Linked DNA regions of Oryctolagus cuniculus: region 1 is linked to region 2. A link is a contact called in public Hi-C data. All regions are on one chromosome and are shown on one strand. Each heading gives the region's core, a stretch centred on a gene start, on an enhancer-like site or on the middle of the called end of the contact. The rest is flanking DNA. Distances are from core to core; before and after follow the strand shown. Region 1 holds the start of DCAF16 (DDB1 and CUL4 associated factor 16). Region 2 has its middle 540 kb from the start of LCORL.

Region 1 (5,591 bases), core at 2,790-5,289, 810 kb before region 2:
GAAATTGTTTTTGTTCCTTTAATGCTAGTTTTGATTCTTAAAAATTTTTAAGCAAACGTTTCTGACATACAAAAACTGAACATATTCGTGAAGTACCATTTGATGTTTTGCCACATGTGTACATTGTTCAATAAGCAAAATGTCCATTAACTCTCTCCTGAAACATTTAACATTTTCTCATTGTGAATACATCTAAAATTCCATCTTCTAGCTTTTTTTTAAATACGAAATACACGATATATTAACATTATCTAATAAAGCCCTAAACTACTTACTTCTATCTGGCTACAACTTAGTATCTGTTAATCAACCTTTCCCAACTCTCTCTCTCTGTTTCCCTACCTAGTCTCTGGTAATCACCATTATACTTTTAACTTCTATGAGATCATCATTTTTATTTATTTTTTTGAGACTCCACATGAGTAGATCATGATACTTGTCTTTCTGTGTTTGCCTTATTTCATTTAACATAAATGACCTCCAGTCCCATCCATGCTGTTGTGAATGATAAGGTTTCATACCTTTTTATAGCTGAATTGTATTCCATTGTGCATATATTCCACATTTTCTTTTTTGATTTATCAGTGGATAGATACTTAGATTGTTTTCATTTCTTAGCTATTGTGAATAGTGCTGCAATAAACAGTAGTACAGAGGTCTCTGACAGACTGCTTAAATTTTCCTTAGATATATACCTAGTAGTGGATGGCAGTTCTATTTTTAGTTTTTTGAAGAATTTCCATACTATTTTCCCTAATATCTGAATTTAACTTCAACTTTTAAGAAGAAAAACAATCAAAAACCCCTTTAAACTGAGGTTATAGTATTATTATACAGTTCAATCTGAAAAGAAAGAATACTCAATCTCTGTCACATGCTACAAGTGTTATTAAGTCAGACAGGGGAAGCTATTGGCTTTTAATTGTTCTGTCCTATATTTTTACTTTGTCCACTTATATTTTTTATTGTTTTCATTTCAAACCAGATTGCATTTGCAAGGATAACTGATGACGTTTCAGTTATGTTACTCTAAACATTCTTAAAAAGGCTGACTGCATTTTTCAAACAGCTGTTATACAAAGGCACAGGTAAATCCTAGAGATATGACATAATAGTTACTCCACATTCCAGGTACCAAATTTTTGAGTATCAAAACTAAATTAGCCACATTTATTCTATATACTTTTTTATTTTTATTTTTGACAGGCAGAGTGGACAGTGAGAGAGACAGAGAGAAAGGTTTTCCTTTTTCTGTTGGTTCACCGCCCCCCCCCCCCCCCCGCCATGGCCACTGTGGCCGGCGCTGATCCAAAGCCAGGAGCCAGGTGCTTCTCCTGATCTCCCATGCGGGTGCAAGGCCCAAGCATCTGGGCCATCCTCCACTGCACTCCCAGGCCACAGCTGAGAGCTGGACTGGAAGAGGAGCAACCGGGACAGAATCCAGCGACCCAACCGAGACTAGAACCTGGGGTGCCAGCGCCACAGGCGGAGAATTAGCCTATTAAGCTGCGGAGCCGGCCTATTCTATATACTTCTATGTATAATTAATTTACCTTTAAAGATTAACTTTTGAAGTTTCAGAATTAAATAGCCTCAGCACATATATTCTTAAGTTTTTATAAATCAACTAAACTAAGTTCACCCAGGAAGGAAGGAATTTATTCCCACACTTGCTATTATTTGTTGTTCTTTTCCACAGCATTAAAAGCAAAAGTCGAGAAGCATATAAGCTTTTAGGCAATGAGACTATGTTTAAGTTTATCTAGTATGTTTAAATTTTTTTCAGATTATAATGTTCAAAAATTATTAAACAAAAACATATGGCATTAATCATAATAAAGTTAGTTTAAATATGGTTGGGCTGACCTCTGGTGGCCAGTAACTGACAAAACAATTTATACTCATGGTTGAGATACTCAAAATAAAATATAGTAAAGAAATATTGGAGAGTTTACAAACAAAACAACAAAGTTAGCAGGAACCTAAAGCTGAGCAATTAAATGCCACAAAATAAGAAAAATATCACTGACTGTTAGTTTACTAACTGACCTTACGTTAAGAACAAATGACATATGCAGTGGTTCTCAAAGTATAGAATAGTTCTGTGCTGTCCAATGCCGTAGCCAACAGTCCCAGGTGCCTACTCAGTCTTTGAAATGTGGCTAGTGTAAATAAGATACAAATTCTTAGCCTTGGTAAGAAAAACAAGAATGTTAACTTATCTTGTTAGTAATTCATGTTACTGGGAGTGGGCATTTAGATTAATGGTTCAGATAAGTATCTCCCAAACCCAAGTTCTATTCCAGCTCCAGTTCCTTACTCCAGTCCCCAGCTAATACAGACCCTGGTAGGTAGTAGTGATTTATCCAGTAACTGGGTTCCTGCCATTCACACAGGGGACCTGATTGTATTCTCAGCCCAGCCACAGCCCAGTTGGCTGTTGTGGGCATCTGGGGAATAGATGTGATCTCTCTCTCTCTCTGCCACTCAGATAAATAATTCTTATTTTGGATATATTTAGATAAGAAATTAATACCCTTTCTAGCTTTCTATTTCATTAAGCTCTCCAGGCTGTACATATTTCATTGCTAGGGAGACTGTAAGTGTTAACAGTATATTCCATGCACTCTTAAGCCTCTATGCGTTTGCTTTAACTGATTAACCTAGAATACCCATCTTGTCTTTTCAGAAATTAAGACATCTCAATAATTTCAAAATTATGGGCAATCCAAATGCTATCTTATCCATAACCTGAACAAATCCATGAACATTATGATTCTTCATAAAATGGTTAAAACACAAAACAGTAGAATATATTCATTCAATGATTTATCTATATGTCCTTAATATAGAAAGCTTTTGTTCTCTAAAAGTTAACAGTAAAGTCTAAAAGTGTTATTTCTAGAGAGGGAAGACAACTCAAAAGGAGCAAGATGCACAGGCAGCTTTGTAAGGGTCTATTTCTTCAGGTGGTTATGGCTACATAGTGAGGAACAGGAGGGAGAAATGTCTTCCCTCCAACTTCCTAGGTTCTTTGGCTGGTCTACCAGTGAAGTTGCCCTAAGACAGATTCAACAGAAACAACAACAACAACAACAACAAAAAGTAAGGGACAGGAGTCCCAGAAAAAGAGATGACAGCTTACACTTACGGAATATCCTGGGCTACACAAAGCAACCGGGTTTCTGGTTGGGAGGTGGTGACACAAGTTATGAGAGGGTGCAAAGAGGAAACGTGTGGAGACTATAGATCAGCAGAGAACAGAAGTGTGAAGGAGTCCTCTTCCAGATACAGATAGTTCAGTAGTCTCCTAATTTCTTTGACAGACCTAACTTCAAGGATAGCTTTTCACAGCTCCTCCAGAGCTGGCAGTTCCTTATAACAGCTCAAAATAAGCCCAGCAAGTATATTTTAGAGAGGCATGTTCTCGTCTCCTACTGTCATGTTTTGGGGTGGTTTGTCCTAAGCAGCCCCCAATAAAAGTATTCGTTTTTGTCTGACGCAGTTTCACTTTTCTCCCCCAAAAAAGGTTTTAAAGACTGAGTTCCTGTTCCTCACCGTGACCACTTAGCTAGATTTTCCCATTCTCTCCGTTCTCCTTTAACACACTGTAGCTACGCAGGACTGTAAACTAAGCTTTGAAAGCTGGCACGTCCCGAGCCAGCTCAGCTAAATAAAATCATACGCTGCTTCCAGACGTCAGCCCCTCGGGCCCTGGAGAGACCGCGGCCCGTGGAGACCTCGGAACGCCTCCCTCAGCCTACCGGGGAGCGTCTCCCCGCTCACGAGCAGCCGGGCTGCGGTCCGGGCTTCCCGAACGCCCCATCTCCCCCTCCTCTCCGCATCTCCCGCCCCTGCGGCGGGAACACAGATTGTTCCCCTCAGCAGATCCCTGTTCTCACCCATGGAGGAGCTTTTTTTCTCGTCTCACCACCAGACGCACGATCCCGCTAGGCCTAGCGCCACCAGCCCTGTCCCGAAAGTAGAACAGCAGCTCCGCCAGCCCTCCCTGACGACACCACTTCCGGCCAAGCCAACGCCCCCTCTCCTTAGAAACGCCACTTCCCACCGGGAAACACCCGACGCGCATGCGCTCAAAGCGCGGGCAGAGCCAGAGGGACAGGATTCGGTTCTCTCCGCTCTCGCCTCTGGCGCGCTCGCGGAAGTCTCGCGGTATTTCCTTCTCTCGCGAGAGTTATTTGAACGTTCTGGCGGGTAACCACGCCCCAAGTGGCGTTCTGAGGAGAATTCGGTGTTGGGGCGGTCGGGCCAGAAGCACTGAAGCGGGCAAGGATAGTCCTGGCCGGGTCACCTCGCCATGGGAGCGGAAAAGAGAGTGCTGCCGGTTAAGGAGGCCTTTCAGCTGGCGCAGCAGCCGCACCAGAACCAGGCGAAGCTGGTGGTGGCGCTGAGCCGCACCTACGGCACGGTAAGCGCCGGAATGGCTGTGGGCCCTTCGCCGCCTTCGCCCAGCCCTGCCTTGGCTCAGCCTCCCCCAGGAGCTTCCCCGGGACCCTTCGGACTCGGCCCGCGCGACTCCACCTCCTCCGCTGTGGCGAGCCGCTTTGGAGTGAAGTACGGAGAGGTCGGGCGACTCGCCCAGAATGGCTGGAAGCCCTGGCGCCGTCCACTTTCTCTTCGCGGTCCTTACCCCCGGCCGGAGATGGGGGCGGCGCGAACCGTTAGTCCGGAGGGTGACCCGAGGCGTCCGGGCTCTCAGTGTCGGGTCGCCGAGTAGGTCGTGGACCCCAAGGCTCGGTGGTCCTTGCCCGTCGGGCCCCCGCTCACAGCAGAAAAGCCAGCCATCATCAAATCAGTCTCATCCCGCCCTATGTCAAATTGAGTCCAGCGTCCAAGCAGATTACTCGCGAGGACCTTTCCCTTCCTGTTCACCTAAATACCGTGTGTTTGTTTTGAGTGAAGCCGTGGGAAGAACAGGACAATGAAGCTCGGAAGATAGATTATCTTGAAGTCTAAGAAAAACTAAGTATAGCAAGGGCTTTGAGGATATGAGGTAGGATGTGAAAGTTTTATCAAAAAGGAATTGCGGGGTGATGAGCAAATTAAATACGGTACATAAAAAAGCCAGCGTAGGTTTTGAGTTTTTCCATGAAGAAGCATGCTTCTACTAACGTGATTCTAAAGACATGTAAAGAAGTATCAAAAGAGTCCATTCACTGTCAAAATTTATGGTTGCAGACTCTTTGGGGGAAGCAAATTACATCGTGGAGAGAAGTTTGTGCAAGCTTATTTTTCCCTTTTTGCTGGTGTGGATACTTCAGAGTTTACAAAAAAGTTTTTCGTTTGAATTAGGGCCGGTGCTGTCAGCAATGTTAAGGTAATGTTTTGGAAAAAAGTATTACCAGTGCAGTTCAGTTCGTGCAAGTTATCTTTTGTCTTTCAGATGAATGATAAAACAGTTTTTCATGAGGAGTTCATCCATTACCTTAAGTATGCTATGGTGATCTATAAACGTGAGCCAGCTGTGGAGAGAGTAATAGAATTTGCAGCAAAGTTTGTTACTTCCTTTCACCAATCAGATATGGAAGATGATGAAGAAGAGGAGGATGGTGGCATTTTAAATTATTTGT
Region 2 (6,400 bases), core at 1,178-3,677:
ATAATTTTGACTTTATTTCATGTAATAGAAAAATATCAGCCAGCACATGAAATCTATTAAACAATCAATGCCATTATAAATAAATTTGAGAAAAATGTTCATTCAAATAAATTATCCAGTATAAATGGTTCAAGCTGTATTTGTCAGGCAAGACCGACTGCAGTAGTGAACAACCTCTGAACCTCTGAGACTCAGTTACTAAGGAATTAAATGCATGTCACAAGCCATTGTGAGTTGGCATCATTGCTCTGCTCCGTATAGTTACCGAGGACCCTGGCTCTTTCCAATTTGTTTCTCCAAAATCCACTGGGTCTCCTGGTTCTCCATTAGATCATCTGAATATGCTAATGGATGCTATGAGAGGAGAGCCTGGAGAATTGTTCAAGGAGTTCTGAAGGGCCAACTATGAGAGTAGTAGCCATTACAAACCACTACATTCCTTTGGCTAGATTTTATTAATGTGGCCATACAACCTCAAGACAGTCTGGGAATGATGCTCTATCTATGTAACCAAATAATCTCTGACAGAAACTCTGTGCCCAATATTAAAACTGCGTATGAATGATTGAATTATGATAGCTCTAGGCATGAGCTCTGAAGGTTTTTATTTTAATCCCAACCCATTTTCTAAATAAATCTCAGCAGTACATTTTATACGTGAAATAATAAACACTTTGCTCAGTTTCTCTGAGACCTAGGGGCCCTTTGTGTAGAGAAAGAAAATGTGTTCCAAGGGTTTTGTGAGGAGTCACCAAAGCTCACACATGTTTAGCATCATGCATAGTACTTGGCATGAAGTAGATATTCACCAAATGTTATTTCCTGTCCTGTAACATCTCTCTCTTCTGAAGTTTTCTCTTGAAAAATTTGAGGAGAGCCTTTGTCTCAGAAGTAATATTATCACCAATTAACTTGATAAAATAATTGCTCCTTCCCAAATAGAAGCATGCCTTTTTTTCCCTGTATTGTTGTTCTTTCAACTGCAGTATCACACATAAAATTGAGAACACATAATAAGAATTTTAAAAATTATCAGGTGTGTGTTTTTTAATTTAAAAAGCAACCTCATTTGGTCTTACTAGATTAAACCAAAAGAAATTAAGTTTTCATAATAAAACTTTGCAGTAACCGCAAACAAACTTATAACTGGGTCTGAAAACATTGATTTTAACCATGTCTATTTGGATGGTATTTTCTGTACAGTTCTGTCCTTTGACATTTGTTAGACATTTATGAGACATTTATGTCCTTTTGACAATGATGAGACAACTAGTCACATAACAGAGGGAATTGTCCCTTCATTCACCCTTCAACTTAAGGCAAGGATTTTTCAAACCCTTTGAGATTTGAAATTTTATATTAATTTGTGCATTTTCTTACTCATTCACAGTAATCATATCTCCTTAACCTATTGGGAAGTTTCTACTGTAACTTTTAAGGATTTCAACCTAAATTAGATTCTAAAACTAATCAAACTTAGCAATTCCATGACAGTAATCTAATATTATCCCCTCAATGAGCACAGGAAAGTTCCATTTTACTATGAATGAAGAAATCTTATGAATAATGTGTGGAAAATTAATCATTGAACATTCACCAGTAACTCATGCTTTCAATTTTCCCACTGAGGCATTTGATAAGGAAATTTTTCTCCCTTCAGACATGGAAAAATTACAGGTAACATTGGGAGCTAGTCAGAGGATGGTCTGCCATGATTTTCATAAATTCAACATCTGTAATGTGATGACAAATCATCAAAGTTTGCATTAATGATAATAATAAAAACTGCCATTTAACTGGCTTTTACTGTGTGCTAGATGCTGAGGTGGTGCTTCACAGCTGGTGGGGGTGAGGTTTCAACTCCAGTGGGTAGCTCCAACAGCTCTTGTTTTTGTGTTACCCGCCTCTGGAGGCAGAGTAGGACGAAGGAGCATGGGGCTAGGTTCCACAACCTCCTTCTACTCACTTCCTCTGGGACTGCCATGAGGCACTTCATCTCCCCAAACCCTCCACTGCTCACTTCTAAAATGAGAATAAGCAAAAATATTTGAAAGAAATACAGTTGTATCTATGTAACATATTATGTAAGTACACCTTCTTTCTAGTAGGACCAATGGTTGAATGGTCTTTACAAATGGCTAATCTGGCACAGGTGTATTTCCTTTGCCTTCAGGAACTGGGTGAAATTCTAGTGGGGTTTAATGCCATATTACAAAATGAGAGCCATGAAAAGTGATGAGAATGAGATCATGATTTTAGTTGAAGTACTGCTGATTAAATAGCATGAAAAATAGTAGAGAAGAATAATAATAACAAAGATATCAACAAACATTTGTTGAATATTCATTGAATGCATATTGTGTGCCATTCATTGAACTAAGTTGTGGCTTCAAGCACAAATGACATCTATTCTGTGAGATGCTCACTCTGAGAGGCTGGGAGAAACTGGAACTAAATATGGGAACAGCAGATTCACACCTCCCTTCTCACTAAGGCAAGCTACCAATTATTGAAAGTGGAATTTCACACACTGTTGAACTGTTATTTTTCTCTTGCTTTCTGTTATCTGTCTCTGGACAAGAGCTTACAGTTGAATTCATATAAGTTCCATGTGCGTGTTGGGTACTATACTTGCATTAACTCATGTAATCTTTATGACAATCCTACAATATAGGTAGCAGATGTTGTATTTCTTTTATATCTAGAGAAATTGAGGGCAGTTAGATTGAAAGATTTTTCCCAAAGCCATATAGCAATAATTGGGGTATCTGTGCTTAGATCCAGGGAGGAGACAGGTAAAGAAAGCAGTGATGAACAAGCTTTGTAGTCCCTTTATTCATATCCAGTTTCATAATGTATTTTTGGAGTTTCATGACCTTCTGTTGGGACTGTTGAAAAACCCACAATTGGTTTCACAGTCTATATTTTCTCATCGATTCTTCATCATTTTATTCTCTTTTGTAATCCTCTAGATTTGAATTTATTATCCTATATTTAAATATCTTATTATTCTACCTATATTTCTTTGCATTAAAATTTATTGAATGTTTTACCTTGGTTACATTTTTTTTCCTTCTATGATTGAGATAAAAACATCTTATTTCCTAAAAATCAAGCCACTACCAAGTCTTGCAGGTAAAAGTATACCGTATACCGTAGTGCTTGAAAACATGAACTCAGGCACTACCTACCAATCAGCACCTGTGGGAATTCACTAAGCTTGAATGAGTAGTCTCATCTCTAAAATAAGTCTGTAGATCTTCCTATATCATGGGATATTTTACAGCATTAAACATAAAGGACTTTGCTTACATACTGATGCAGAGTGAGTGCTGGATAAATATTGCTACATTATGTAGCAATGTGTGTTAATATTAGTTTTCCACAAGATACCTCAGGTACCATTAATCACCTCCTTAGAAGGGTTGTAGAATAGATCTTGTTCCAATATATGTTACAGAATTTATACTACTATCTTGTATCTATCTGCTTAACCATCTCTTTTTCTATCACTATATCCCGTTAATAACGTAGTGACCTCTGTCACTATATCCTGTTATTAATAGCAGAAGCTTTCTGCATCAAATTCTGCTTCTTGGGAATTGTAGATTCTGAAAGTTGAGACCAGGAAAGTCTCTAGGAAGCAGATCCCAAGGACCTGTTTTGGGGCTGGATTGCTTATAGTCTGAGGGCAAGGAGTAGAGGAATCATTATTTTGTTAGAGGCTGAGCTGAATAAACGGTATGGGGAAAGTGATGATTGTGAGGTTATTGGAATGGATTAATTGAATTACAATCCTTCACAAAAGAAAAAAAGTAGATTTAGAGCAGTGTGTTGTCAACAGAAACCATGCTGTGCCAGTCAGAGGTGCTTTGTGTCTGCTTGGAAAAGCAATGATATATTTTGTATTTATGGTGCAGATTATAGAAAAATCAGAGTGGCAGTTCCGAAGAGAAGACTAAATGCACGACCACCACATCTTGCCTTTATTAGCACCTTGGTAAAAAGAATGGGTACCAGAGAAATGGATAGGGGACATTTAAATAGACAAATTTAAGGATTGGAAATCTGTAAATTCCCTTGAATTTCCAGCACCAAAAAGAAAACCTCTCCCTCTTGTGGAGGAAAGTTGCCTCTCCTTGCTTGGAGACCATGCGGGGATCTGTCTTGAGAGACAGGTCCTCACAGTGCTATCCTGTTCTCTGAGTCTACCTCTACACATCTCAGCTTCTCCAGACCTAGAACCATGGTCACATTCTTATCACTTACTGAGTGGAGAAGTATTGTATTGGCCCAGTAAAAAAAATAGCAGATATTCCAAGGAACTGCAGAACTTGACTAATGTGCCCTGGTAAGAACTGGGGAGGACATTTATGGGAATGAAATGTGAGGGTTTTGGAGCAGACAGAATGGATTATACATCTAGATGTGGCAAGACTGTTGTTGTTGAGACTCTTAACTATGATTCTGCATTTATGGTTTGGGAAAGATACCTGGAGTTTTCTAACTTGGCATCTGAAAGTTTGAACATAGACTATAGGGAATGGGGTAAAGAAGCTAAAATCTCCTTGAAAGTGTGTTGAGTAACAGATCAGAAGAGTTCAATAGGCAGAAATGTTTGAATGACTTTCCTATATAAGATTTAGGAGGGCATCAGCTGGCTCTGTTTCCCAGGAGAGGCCAGGGAGCACCCCCCTTTACAAAGGAAATAGTGCACAGGTTAGGGATGTACTGGCTTTTTTAACAGGTCAGTCATGTCTGTTTACATAGGTCTGGTTTGAAAGAGGGAGAAACTGCATGAAACTGAGCTCTCCTACATGTGCATGATGGATCTGGAGAAATGCAGAAGCCATATGGCAGCATCTAAAGGTCAGTTGCAGGAGGGAAATAATTATTATAATATGCATCAAGGCCAAATGGCAATCAGGGCATCTTGTTGAACAAAGATAGGTGGTGATAGCTATTAAATCTCGGCATTCCTTGGAAGAGGGAGTTGAGAGAATCAATCAGGTGTTTCTCATCTCATATTACTAAGGAAGGTTGAGATCTGGTGGGATGCTGTCTGATGTCAGCAATCATAATGAGAAATCATGGTCTCTCACCCTGTTTTCCAGATCTATTACCAGTTCTAAGATTCAGAACCTACTGAGAGAAGAGAATGACAGATTTCCTTGAGGAAAGCCTCTGCATAAGTGGTTTATATAGTAAATAGCCTTCTGTTCCTTCCCTAAAGTGGCCTGGAGTTATTTTGAGAGTAATTGCATTGGAAAAAGGGGAAAACTCAGGTTGTTGCTGTGAGATTAGCAGCCTTCCAGCTGGAGTTGGAGTCAATAGGTAGACTTGGAGTCAACAGACAGGCTTAAATTGTTCTTATTGTTAGGAGAATTATTCAGGACCCAGTCGGGATAGATAGGATTGGCTGCTGGATTTAGAATGTTCATGTTGGTTCCCTGAACTGTGATGTCAGGCCTATCATGGTGGATAAGACTGAACAGAATCTCATAAAACTGATCTCTACCCTGTTGAGATAGTGAATCAAAAGCAACATTGCCACTCTCAGACATATAAAAGATTCTGGGATTGTCTTGATGATTGCCACTTCTACTAATACATGCCTGGGAAATACAATGGGAGGTAACAATGGGTTACCATGTGGTTAATTATAGTCTAAACATAGCCATTGGAGTGGATGTGGGATGTTACTAGAGTTGATCAAAAGAGTCTCTAGCACTTGAAATGAATATTTGAAGTTGGAAAATGTGGTCTCTTTTATCTCATCTGTGATCAGAAAATCAAAATTGTTCACCTTCATGGGGCAGAATAGCAATACCATTTACTCTCTTTCCCTAGTTCTTTGTTAATAACTTTCCTACACTCTGTTATAACACTGCCTATGGAATCTCAGTCACCTTGGTATTACCAGATGTTCATATGGTCCACTGTACTGATGACATCTCACAATCAAATTGTCTTTCTTTCTTTCTTTTTTTATTTTTTGACAGGCAGAGTGGACAGTGAGAGAGAGAGAGACAGAGAGAAAGGTCTTCCTTTTGCCATTGGTTCACTCTCCAATGGCTGCACCGTGCTGATCCGAAGCCAGGAGCCAGGTGCTTCTCCTGGTCATCCATGCAGGTACAGGGCCCAAGGACTTGGGCCATCCTCCACTGCACTCCCGAGCCACAGCAGAGAGCTGGCCTGGAAGAGGGGCAACCGACAGAATCTGGCGCCCCAACCAGGACTAGAACCTGGCGTGCCGGCTCCATAGGCGGAGGATTAGCCTGTTGAGCCGCGGCGCTGGCCCAAATTGTCTTTCATAAACTGAATATTACCTAATACACCAAACTATGTAAAGTTCGATGGGTGAAGCAATAATCCCTCAGTTACTGGAAATTACATATTA

Evidence for each region. A called contact is a pair of places that touch in the nucleus more often than the background predicts.
Region 1: a Hi-C map of embryonic fibroblasts shows a contact between it and region 2, with 2.4 times the contacts expected there. The contact joins the promoter of DCAF16 here to the enhancer-like site in region 2. A contact is called at or near these places in 2 of 6 Hi-C or Micro-C datasets (embryonic fibroblasts and skin fibroblasts).

Annotation. Positions count from the first base shown.
Region 1 is chr2:12,945,672-12,951,262 of mOryCun1.1, forward strand. It overlaps DCAF16 (DDB1 and CUL4 associated factor 16), which reads right to left and starts at 4,040. Exons shown (of 5, transcript XR_011386201.1): 1 at 3,903-4,040. It overlaps NCAPG (non-SMC condensin I complex subunit G), which reads left to right and starts at 4,109. Exons shown (of 21, transcript XM_002709370.5): 1 at 4,109-4,429; 2 at 5,405-5,591. The coding sequence starts at 4,319.
Region 2 is chr2:13,752,759-13,759,158 of mOryCun1.1, forward strand. No RefSeq gene overlaps it. Among named protein-coding and RNA genes, the nearest start is that of LCORL, 540 kb to the left of the region's middle. Within about 2 kb of position 2,428, at least 1 of the 8 cell types and tissues checked has an H3K27ac peak or open chromatin away from gene starts, as enhancers often do.